Linked DNA regions of Ovis aries: region 2 is linked to region 1. Evidence: chromatin contacts called from public Hi-C data. All regions are on one chromosome and are shown on one strand. Each heading gives the region's core, a stretch centred on a gene start, on an enhancer-like site or on the middle of the called end of the contact. The rest is flanking DNA. Distances are from core to core; before and after follow the strand shown.

Region 1 (5,614 bases), core at 996-3,495:
GTGACTCCAGGCCATATATTCTTAATCTGTACTGTAGCATTTCTTGTAAATTATGAGGCGAGTTTAAGAAAAGAACCTAAGATGACAGGATTTCATCACGTTCTGACTGGTGGCCTCAAGTGGTGAGGTATGTAACCACTGTAGAAGTTAATATCCTTCACTTCTCACCAGTTGGATTTTTTTTTCCATATAGGTGAATTTGACCATCTCCCAGAACAGGCCTTCTATATGGTGGGACCCATTGAAGAAGCTGTGGCAAAAGCTGATAAGCTGGCTGAAGAGCACTCATGAGGGGGTCCTTTTGGCAAATTAAGCACTCATCCTCCATGGTGTCCCTCTCCTTGCCCCTAATCCAGAAATCGCAGTTTTCTCTGTAGGCCACGTGAGAGCCTTGATTGAAGACATTGTGTTCTGTCTGAAGAATATTTAAGGTTTCCAATAAAATGTACATCCCTCAACATTTGTCTGTTTTTCTTGGTCCTGACAACGCAGCCAGTACTGAAGTTTTTAATAGTAGTTTAGAATAGCCACAAGAAACAGCACAAAGTAGGCTATATATATATGTTTGAAATGGGGTCATCCAAAAAGAAAAGCCATTGTCTTGCATTGTTGAATAGCTGAGTCTTATGAAGGGGTTTCCTGGGGATGATGGGATCCTAATAGGGCCTCATTTTTGGCCCTTTTATGTCACTGTTCAAGTTGAGTTTTGCCTCTTAAATATATGTAGTGTAGTCCTACTTTTTTAAAAAGCAAAAGGATTTTTAGAAGAGCATTTTGGGGAAAATGGGTTTAGAAATAACTGCTGTTCTAAGAGAAGGCACAGGTTAATCAGTGAATTAAATTTTTTGGAAATGATGCAGTTAAATTCTGAGGGATTAAAACTGAGTCAAAAGGGCTCTCTTCTATTACCACCGTTTTTTTCAGAAGGTGTCCCTGACTACTACCTCCTAACATTTTGGGCAAGACTTGTATGTATGATTCCTTGAGGCAATGCAGACTATAAAGTGCCTTAAGGCCTATTCTGAAGTTTGCTAAAATTAAGAAAATTGGGAAAAGAATGTTATAGGAAGAGTAATTTTCAGAGACTTCCCTGGTGGTCCAACTGTTGACTGCTTCCACTGCAAGGGGTGCAAGTTCGATCCCAGTTTGGGGAACTAAGATCCACATGCCCTGTGGTGTGGCCAAAATAAATTTTTTTTAGAGGTAATTTTCAGGGTTGTTGGGCTTGAGTTTCTGAGTCAAATAATGGAATGTAGACAATCTTCCCTTCATTTTAGGCTTCATTTAGGCAAGGATTACAAGAACAGCCACCTAACAAGTGCCCTATTAAAGTGCAAGGTTGGATTTGGTGCCCCTTAGGTGTTAGATGTTCTTTTGTAGATCCAGACCCATCTGCCCTCTGGTGGTAGGACTGAAGGCTCTGCAAGAACTGATCTCACCATTTTGAAATCCATGAAGGCCATTTGCTGGGATGTGGTTCTTTGCTAATGACTGTTTACAAACCAGCTGGGGTTTTTGTCCTAAGGAGGAGCCTGAATCTATAAGCTCCACCCCGAGGCATTCAAGTTGGGTAAAAGCAGGGCAGGATAAACTGAGATCCCAATTGAGAGGCCCCTGGGGGCTGAAAGTTGGGCAGGGGCCTTGGGAGAGGTGCCAGGGGTGGAGTAGGGGCCTTTAAGTTTCCTCCCATCTGCCTCTGACGTCCTTGGCACCAGCCTGTCCTGTGTCACGGTTTGGCCGGAAGGTGGAGCCCCTGAGCCGCCTGTGCTCAGTAGTTTGCCCCTAGGAAAGCCTGGATTTGGGGAAATGCTGAGTTATGGGGGTGTGGGCACATCCTCTAGGTTTTGACTCTGGAATGGGTAAGAAGCTGACGCAGAAGTCCCCGGGCTATGGGTCCACCCTTTCTGCTCTGTTTTCCCATGTTATCTAGAGGCAGAAAGACCTAGGAACTGATCCTAAAGGTGGTTTCTCCCATACTTCTACCCCTTCCCCCCTACACTACATTTCTGTCTCTTAGCATTCATCGAGAACCTTCTCCCTCTCAGTAGCTGCAACTATTTATTTCCTTCCCCCTTCACCACTCCTGGTACCACGCCACTAGGGTGTCAACACAGATCTAACCTTCCTCCATATTTCTCCTGGTTCGGCCCTGTCCTCACCGCCTCCTCCCTCTCCACCCAGAGAAAGCCCCGCCCCTCCCTCCTCCCTCCCCACCCCAGTCTGTCACACAGGGACATCACCCTACAGCAGTTCAGGCTGTGGTTCGCAGGAAGCATACATTGGCTTTTTGATTCGTGCTAGTTCCCAGCTCATAGTTTGGGAGGATCTAACACCAGCCTGCACGTGAAGGGGGAACCAAGGACAGTGAGGAGCTGGTGGTCCCAGCCCTGGAGCCCTGCCAGCCTGACATGAGTAAGTATGAGGACCAGCCCCCGGCAAGGCCTGAGGGATGCCTACCTCCCTCCCTGGCTGACTCAGCAGGGGTGGGGCCTAACCTTTGCTCTTTTGGGGGGTGAAGGAGGGGAAACCAGACTACAGGGGCACAGGACTCAGCTGGTGAGGCTGCTGACCAAGGGATCGTCAGCGTTGGCAAGCACCAGCCTCAGGGAAGAGCCTGGACTGCCCCTTAGGTGGGGGCTTCCCCTCCTCCCCACTCCCGCCCCTTCAACCCCGCAGTCCCTTGTGCCTCCCCATTAAGCTGCTGGGATTCAAGAAATATTTTACAGCACTCATGGGTGGCCTCCCCCTCAAAGTAAAGCCCACTTTTGGTCACGTTGGAGAATTTTTAAGGCGCCTCTCCCTCTATTTTTTCCCAGGCCTTTTTAAGTCCCTGTCTTCTTTCCTCCCCCACCCTGACCCACCACCAGGTGGGGGCTGCACTGAGCAGCTGCTTCCTGTTGCCCCAGAGGTTGCTGCAAAGGTGGCGGTGGTTGGGGGAAAACTGAACTAGAATAAAGCCGATTCTCACGGTCCCACATCAGCTTCACCAGCGCAGCTACTGGCGGCCCCCCACGTTCCAGTCACTGAGAAACACGGAGAGGCAAGACTGAGGCTGAAAGGCCTGAAAGGTCTTTGCCCTCGCGGCTTCCTGATTCCAGAAGCTTTTATACTTGGGTCGTGCCGGGGGAAGGAGGCTGCGTCTCCCCACGGCGGTAGGGCTTGAACTCCCGAGGAGTTGAACCTGTTCACCTAGTAGGGCCGCTGTGCGTTACCCTCAACAGTCTCGGCCGTGAGTTTCCTCTCGGACACCTCTATTCCTCCGGAGTCCCTGTGACTCTCACAGCCTTCCTGGTCCTCCTTTGTGAAGAGATCTTGGCCGGTGTCTCCCGGAGCGCGGGTGGAGCTATCCCAGGTCCTCCAGTTCGAACCCACCACCATCCCCCACTTCACCGCAGAAGTTTCTGTCTCTCCTTCCTGGGGATCTGTTCTCTTCCTCCATCTGGGATTCTTCCTGGTTCTGGCCCCTAGGAGACGCCACTGGCTTCCCCCTCCCCCAGCGAATTCTTCGCGACAGCCCTACCCGAGCGCTTGTCCCTACCCCAGTAGCTCCTGCCCCTTTAAGTGCTACCCCCCCCCCCCCGCCCCGCCGGCTGCCCAGGGCTGGGGGAGGAGGCGCCGCCGCCGCCCGGCTCGGCCACCTGCGCTGCCGCCACCGCCCGGCCCTGCTCCAGGTGAGGCCCGGCACCCACGTCCGGTCCCGGAGTCCCCCGGCGGGCCGCCCCTGCGGTCTCCTACCCGGGATCCGCGCTGCCGGGGACTCGGGATCTGATCCTCCCCCTGCGGGAGCTGCCCTTCCTCTCTCCCCCGCACTATCTACTCGCCCATTTCTCCCCTGTCCTCTGCGACCGGAATCCGGAGGCTTCTCACGCCTCTCGGCCAACCTCTCCCGGGTACCCCTCCTATTCTGGACCCAGGATCTCCCCCTCCCCCGCGCCTTCCTCGCCAGAAAAATCTCCCTTGGTCTGGATTTCGCCTCCTCCCCTCTGGAACCATCGCTTTCCCACGCCATCCTAACCTCCAATGGGAGGGGGAATAACCGCCACCCCAACTCCTCTCTTTCCCCGTAGTAAGGGGGGTGGGGGTTATCTTAGCCTAGAGTCACTTTCAGGCCCTGCTCCGTTTAGCCATTCAAGTTCAACTAACTCTCACCTAACGCTTTCCTGAATCCCTCACCCTACCTCATCTCTTCCAGACTTCGGGGGTGCGATCTCAGCACCAGCCCAGGTGGGAACAGCCCTTCTAAGCTTGGGGTGGGCCAGTCCCGCCTAAGACCACTCTTACCCCAGAGTCAGGGAATGGGGGGGTGCCACCCAGAATCTTGTGATTCTGGGCTTAAGGGGCTGTTGGAGAACAGTGGATGAAGGGCTAGGACTAAGTCTCTAAGGGTGTTGGGGGTGGTGAGGAAGGCCTGGGAAGCCCAGCCTTTTCTATTCAGATGCAAAAGAAGTCCTGAGGAAATTAGGTCTTCCCCATCCTCTTCTGAGACCAGTCTGGATAAGCTCCTTGGAGAGTTTGAAAGAAGACTGCTGAATCTGAGGGGACCATACCAATTTGGAAAGAAGAGGGATGAGTTGTGGTCCTTTTGATGGGGAGAATCTGGCCTCCCCTAAATACGAGGTGGGAGGGTGGGGGGAGGAGACTGTTTTCCATTAACCTGGAGAGGAAAGTGGGACAAGTTGGAATGGTTAACAGGTTGAAGGCTATCTCTGCACTAGACTCTATTAACATGTGAACCCTTCAGCGAGTGAGGGCAAGGTAGGTCTTTAATATTGATAATGACCCCATCTCCATTAGAGAATTCCCCTCTGTCCAAATCCAGCTGAGACCTTAGCTCTGCCCCTTTTCTTCTTGCCCTCTCATTCCCCACTGTCCCCAACACAACACACTCCAGAATGAAGGGACAAGGGTGTCTGGATTTGAGTCATGTTTCACAGGCTGAGAGGGAGCTGGGTAGGCATGGGGGATGAAGGAGAGGGTGGTCAGCAGTGGTGGTTGGGGTTGAATTCCAGGAGTTCCTGGACAAGGAGAGGGAGAGGCAGAGGGATGCAAACGAATCCGACGTCTCTTGCTTTCCCTCTTCCCCCTCTGAGCTCCAGCCATCTGGCTCCTCAGTGGTGCCATGCACTATGGCAGCTGACCCCAGTCAGGGTGGTACAGCAGGAACACAGGGAGGGTGAGAAAGGGAGAGCAGGTGCTAATTTCTCCCTCCCCATTGTCTTTATTACCCGCCCACTGGCCTGGCTTGTTAGAGGTTCAGAGTATTCTCTAGCTACTCTTCTCACAAGTTGCTGAAAAAAATGACCATTTGCCCCTTCCTGTTTCTAGTAGCTTCCTAAAGAGAGATGGGGTAGGAATTGTCCACATCTGATAGGACTGAGGAATGTCGGGATCTAAAGGGTCAGTCTGCCCTCTGTCGTCTGGATGTGGGGGAGAAGCACAGCTGCTGTTTGGGGTGGCTTCTGGCAAGAAGGAAACCCCCAGCTGTTGGCATATTGACACCCCAGCCTCATCCTTACTCAAAGAGCAAGGAAGACCTCTGATTAAAAGGGATGAGAAGGGGTCTCATTTAAGGAGGAAGGTGATTGTAGTCTTTCTGCATCAGATGGGAAAGAAT
Region 2 (5,614 bases), core at 1,856-4,355, 37 kb after region 1:
GCTCTCCTTCCCTTATCCACTTCATATCCTGGGACCCCTTCCCCAGGAGCAGAGACCCCAGAGCACGAGTGAGTAGGGAGGAGAGGCTCTGGGTCCACCACTGCCCTACATGTGACTATGCCCAAGTTAAGCCCCAACATGTGAGAGGAAAGCTGCTAACTCCCAGCTATAGCCATGGGCCCCTGGCCCCCTGCTTTCCTGCTCAGCAGAGCCCCTCCCATCAGAGATTACGGGTACTTGCACTGGGGAGGTGGCTGCTGGCTGGCCCAAGCAGAGAGCTGAGGCATCCAAGAAATGTTCCATTAGTGGGAGAGGGGTGCCAGGTGAGGGGAGCATTCCTGTACTTTTAGCAGCACTGAATAGCCACTGAAGGGGGTGGGGGCAGTGTAGGTCCTGGGGCAACCCCTTTCTTTCTTTATGCCCCTACTCCCCCATAGCCTATTTCTAAAGTCGCCTTTTCTGTCAGATAAACCTCAGAACTTTTAATTTTATTTGAGATTTTTTTTTTTGCTTTTAAATAAGAGGTGGATTGAAGAATATTTGAATTGACTTTATATTATGCATAAATATTTATATTTTATCTAAATAACTGCTCTGTAACAAACTTTGTGTTAGTCAAGCATTTGGAACTGTTATAGTTGGGGGCTCTTCTTTTTCCCCACGGCAGTTTTCCCCAGTATAAAATGTTCTAGATTAATTTTACTGTTGGAGGTTAGATGGACGGGGGAGTGAAGTTTCAATTGTTCCTGCTATGTGTTCCTCTCCCAGCTCCATCTCTTTCCCTAGGGACCAGGCACTCTGAAGGTGGGGTGGAGTCCTAGCCTCAGTTTGGAGTGGGGGTTGATAGGGGGGTGGGGACAGGGCATGATCAAAGGGGCCATTTCTCACTTTTCTTTCCTCATCTTCACTGCCCCTTGAGCTAGGTGGATTTTCTCTTCTTGACGAGAGTATTTGATAGGGAAGGCAAGTTTTAAAAGTAAATAAAACCCACCCCTGCCCCTCTGTTTCCCTTCTCCCATCAGTCTGGTAACAGGAAGAAACCACACCATCAACACCAACAAATTTCCATGTTCCTTTTACAACAAAAGGGACTTGACTTTTTATATAACCAAATGTGGTGTTTTAGTGACTTTTTGATAATGTACAGTTTTTTGTGAATTTAAATTTATTTCTTTCTATATTTTTAGGACCAATCTCATTTTTAATAAGGTAAAAAAAGGAAAAAAAAGTCTAGAGATAAAAAAAACTCCTGTTTTTGCCATGTGATGTTCCACAAGTGCAGCTGTAGAAAAGTGCTTGTCAGTTGAATAAAAACCACATTTGATAGAGACTCAAAAGACTCCGTGTGTTTATCTTCCTTCAACATAGGTTCTTGTAATTGCCTAAAGGGGAGAACTGGGTGGTGTCAGGGTGAGTATATGACTGGTTTGATGGGGAAGACAGCAGGCAGGAGAGCAGTGTGCCCCTAAGTGTCAACAGTTCTCTCTAAACCTCCAGGCTTGGTCCTTCTTTTTCCAGGAGGCGTCCAAGGCAGAATTTCTGTTTCTGTGAATGGAACAGGTGCTTCTGGCCGAGGTGCTGTAACAAAGGATTGAAGTGTGCCGAGTTCCTACATTGTGAGGCATGGCCTTGGCTTTCTAAGGCTGCCACCTGTGTTCCTGATGCAGGAAAAGTATGTGCTCATCACCACCTTCCCCAGCTTCCCACCCATGGATAAGACACCACGAGGTAGACGTTTGTGTTTTATTTCACAAGTTGAAATAAGAGAAATTCTACCAAATTATAGGGAAGAAACATGAGAATACCAAAGGTCAGAAAAATTAGAATGGGTAGCACTGGCACAAACATGACAAGAGTGTAAAATTAGAAACCTCTGGATAAAGAAAAACTACAAAATGTGTTTTGAGGATAATTAAACTTATTTCCTGTCCAAGGTGGTTAAGTGCATGCAGGGGTGCACTCGCCACCCCTGTATGTGTTGGGGGATGCAGACACCAGTACATGTTGTGAGAACTTTTTACAAGCTGGGAAAGCTTATCACACTGAAGGCTGGAAGTTTTGTTTTGGTGACCCTCTAACTGGAATAGGAGGAGAAGGAATATCTGTTTTCAGCCCTATAAAAACCTCAGATGGCCGCTTTGGTACATGCTTAGCTTCTCAGCTAGTGGCAGCCACTGGCAAACTTAATCAAGTTATAAGCTCTGCTCCAATGCTGGTGTTCCTGGGGGTGGCTCCCAAGCATTACTTAATATCCTAAGCAGTCATCATTTGGCCTACCACAGCAATATCTAACCGAAGAGTTCACGTTATTCTAGGGTGATAAATGAGGTAAAAATCTCAAAGACATTCCAGAAATAGAAATAACGAATTCTTACATTTGATCGTGAGCCCTTTCTAGCCCCCAGTTTCCTAAACCTCGGGAAGGGAAGGACAGTAAAGGAAGGAAACACGTGTAAACCAGGTGCTTGTGCCCGTGTTGAATTGTGGAACTGTGAGGTAGATCTGTAACAAGGACAAGGAAGTTGTGGGCCATACCCGGGAGAACAGAGGTTCGTTTGAAATGGAAGTGGACAGGCCAAGGAGAAGCAGCAGTGGTAACTGGGGTGAGAGGGCACCTACCTCTCTTATTACTAGTCTCGTGGGGAGCACCTCTAGGGAGGTGCCGCAGAATTCAGCAAAGAGGAGAAGGGCGATAGAGCTCACAGGCCTGGCTCAGCTGTTGAAGGAAGACCCTCCTACAAAAGGAAAGGGTAAAAGCTGAGTGAAGGCGAGATCTGCTAATGCCTGGAAGGAGTTAAAAGCAGGTAGCACAGAAATGGCATAGTTGGTTTAGGAGGGAGTCAGGCAGGGGTTAATGTGGCAAGGCACAAGGTTAGACCTAGCCCTTACAGACTGGCTGTCATACCACCCTCTTTGAAGTTGGTCTATCAGAGCCTGGGGACAAGTTTAGACCTGATCTCTGACCCACGTTTACTGCCCTAGGCCAAGAAGTTCGAGGTAACCTGCTAATAATAATAAGTGCAATGCTGCTGCTCTCCCAGAAGGGGGGGCAAGTGCACGAAAGAAATTTTTTTTTAGATGTTTACAATCCATTCCAGCAAGCCCTCTCACCGCGCACCTTTGTGGAGCAAAAGAACAACCCACAAGTAGGCGCCCCAAACGGCATACACTGAAGCAGCAGGGGATAAGCAATGCAAGCACCAAGGAGCTAAATGAGCTCACTGATCAGTAAGTCAGGAAAAGAAGAATGGAACGGGGCTGAGGTGGCCTGATCCAGGGAGGGTCAGTAAAGCAACAAAGTCTAGTCCTCACACTCAGTGCAGGTAATGTCCCCCTACTACCCCATCTATTCCTGACAAGGGGTATTTATTCACTGTTCAGAGCCACGAGGCTTCCTAGTCCTGAACAGCTCTTCCAATCCTTTGGTTAAAAATACTCTAAAAATAACATCTCTCCCCACCGTCATTTCTACATCTTCCGTAACCTCAACCCACACCCTCCTCCAAAAAGCCTTGGGTCTGAGTATCCAGAGTGAGACAAGAGCAGTACTAATATCGGCATGAGGTGGGATAGGCAGGCACTAAGCCTAATAAAGGATTACATCATCTGAGAAAGTGATTCTAGTATGTTCTATCTGACTGAAAAGAAAAAAATACGAAGTAGTAAAATATTTTAAGAATGGTACGAGCACTGTAATGATCAAGGGTGAGATGTGAAGTACAGGTAGAGTGTGACCTGGACTCCATGAAGACAGGATGCAGAAAACACTGGCATAGTTCAAAAAAAAAAAGAAAAAGAAAACACTAGCATAGTTCAAAGAGCCCAGCCCAAGGCTATGAGCCTGCAGACGCCCCCTACAATCCCTCAGCAGCACCACTGCCACCAGGGGGCCGTTTTGAGAGAGAAAAACTGGCCCTCATTCCTTCTCTCCTTTTTCCACTCACCCATGTTATGAACTGTCAGAAAAGAACTAACAATTAGGGGGAAAGTATCATGAGTATAACCCAAAAGGGTCCAAACAAAATTCCACGATGCCATTAACCACTACAAAAATAACTTCAGGCTCTCACTCCCTCACTTCCCATGCCCAAACCTGCCCAAACCAGAAACATTCACTAATAAGATCCATTAAGCAGATTCACATGAGGAAAACGGACTAAAGGTAACTTCATAATTTTAGAACAAAACAATGCAAAATAAGAGCCATTTAAATACAGAGAAAGTAGAACCAAGAATTCTGAGAGGCAGAGAAGGGGCAGCATTAATGTCAACAGCTTCTGCACATGAAAGGCCCTCCTTTCACTAAACCTCCTAGCAAGTTTCCTCCAAACTACTTATTAATTAACTGAACTAGACTCTTCTTCAAAGCTCCTGAAGAGACCTATGGTGTACTTTTCTGACTAAGGACTAGAGACTCAGAAACAAGCACTACCTGCCCAGGCAAACCCTCCCAGAAGGTTACTGGGGCTGTTTTACATCAGATAAACCCTTCCTGAGGTTGGAAGTACCCGTGAGAAAACTGTGGCAATTTCGTCTTTTGTATTTTCCATCTTACCTATTATCCCCTACCTGCTGTCTGCTGCCTCTACTTCCTCACCCTCAGGATGCACAAGAGGACTCGGGGTGGGGAGCAGCAGGGCTCTCAACTCTGGGATGGGTAAAGGGAAGGGCGAGCTGGGCCCAAGCTCTGTGTACAACTGACATCACAGCCTCTTCCCGTCCTGGAGCTTCTCCTTCCCCTCCCTACAGCCAGCCTACTGAACACCTGTTTCCCCATTCTCCATCACTGGGCTTTCTGTCTGTCTCAGAGACAGACACCTGACCTGGAAGTGAAGGGGAGCAGCACTCTCCTTTCAGTGTAGAAGGGAGTGACTGGGAAGAGAAGGTGCAGGACCGACCTTCCTGGACGATGGGCAAAGGCTTCCTCTGATCTGTCTCCAGGTGTGTAGCCAGGTCTTGCAGAAGGAGGCAGGGTTGAAGAGCAAAACAGAGCCTTGTTGTGAAGGGCTCCTGACCTTGGGAATACTGAGATGGGATTTATTGCTCTTTTCTCTCCTAGCTCCCTGCTGTCCTTCCACAAGGAAAATTATTTTTGACATCATGGTTCCCTGGGAAAGGGGCCCAAATGCTCTGGACAGTTAGAAAGAACTTTGTCCTTTCCCACCCCCTGCATAGCACACACAAACACAGAGAACAGCTGCCGCCTCGATCCCTCTCAATGTGTGTGTGCGCACATGGCCTGAACCTTTCAAGGGCAGCCCTTGCTGTATACATTGAGGTGCCAAGGGTCAAAGCCTGGGGAAAATGAAAGAACCTCAGTTCTCTCTCAACTAGTTGCCCGGAGCTCAAAAAGCACTGTGTGTCCAGGGCTGGGAATTTACCAAGACCTCTGGTACACAGGCAGGCTTGACACTGTCTTCATCAGGGTTTCCTAACCGTGGCACTACTGACATTTTGAGTCAGAGAATTCTTTGGTTGGGGGAGCCAGGTCTCCTGTGCACTACAGGATGTTCAGCAGCATCCCTAGTCTTCAGCCACTAGATGGCAGCAGCGCACAGCCTCACGCCCAGATGTGACCATCAACAAATGTCAAAAGGCCTCTAGAGGACAAAAC

The links. Hi-C and Micro-C count contacts between places; a contact is called where the count stands out from the background.
Region 2: a Hi-C map of hypothalamus shows a contact between it and region 1, with 2.5 times the contacts expected there. The contact joins the enhancer-like site here to the promoter of BAZ2A in region 1. A contact is called at or near these places in 8 of 16 Hi-C or Micro-C datasets (hypothalamus, liver, mixed tissues and 4 more).

What each region holds. Positions count from the first base shown.
Region 1 is chr3:163,015,740-163,021,353 of ARS-UI_Ramb_v3.0, forward strand. BAZ2A (bromodomain adjacent to zinc finger domain 2A) reads left to right here and starts at 2,246. Exons shown (of 30, transcript XM_060412950.1): 1 at 2,246-2,412. It overlaps ATP5F1B (ATP synthase F1 subunit beta), which reads left to right. Exons shown (of 10, transcript XM_004006572.4): 10 at 194-458. The coding sequence ends at 291.
Region 2 is chr3:163,051,761-163,057,374 of ARS-UI_Ramb_v3.0, forward strand. It overlaps RBMS2 (RNA binding motif single stranded interacting protein 2), which reads right to left. Exons shown (of 15, transcript XM_060412962.1): 15 at 1,730-5,614. BAZ2A (bromodomain adjacent to zinc finger domain 2A) reads left to right here. Exons shown (of 30, transcript XM_060412950.1): 30 at 1-1,330. Among named protein-coding and RNA genes, the nearest start is that of BAZ2A, 37 kb to the left of the region's middle. Within about 2 kb of position 3,106, at least 7 of the 54 cell types and tissues checked have an H3K27ac peak or open chromatin away from gene starts, as enhancers often do. A contact at or near this core is called in hypothalamus, where this site is marked.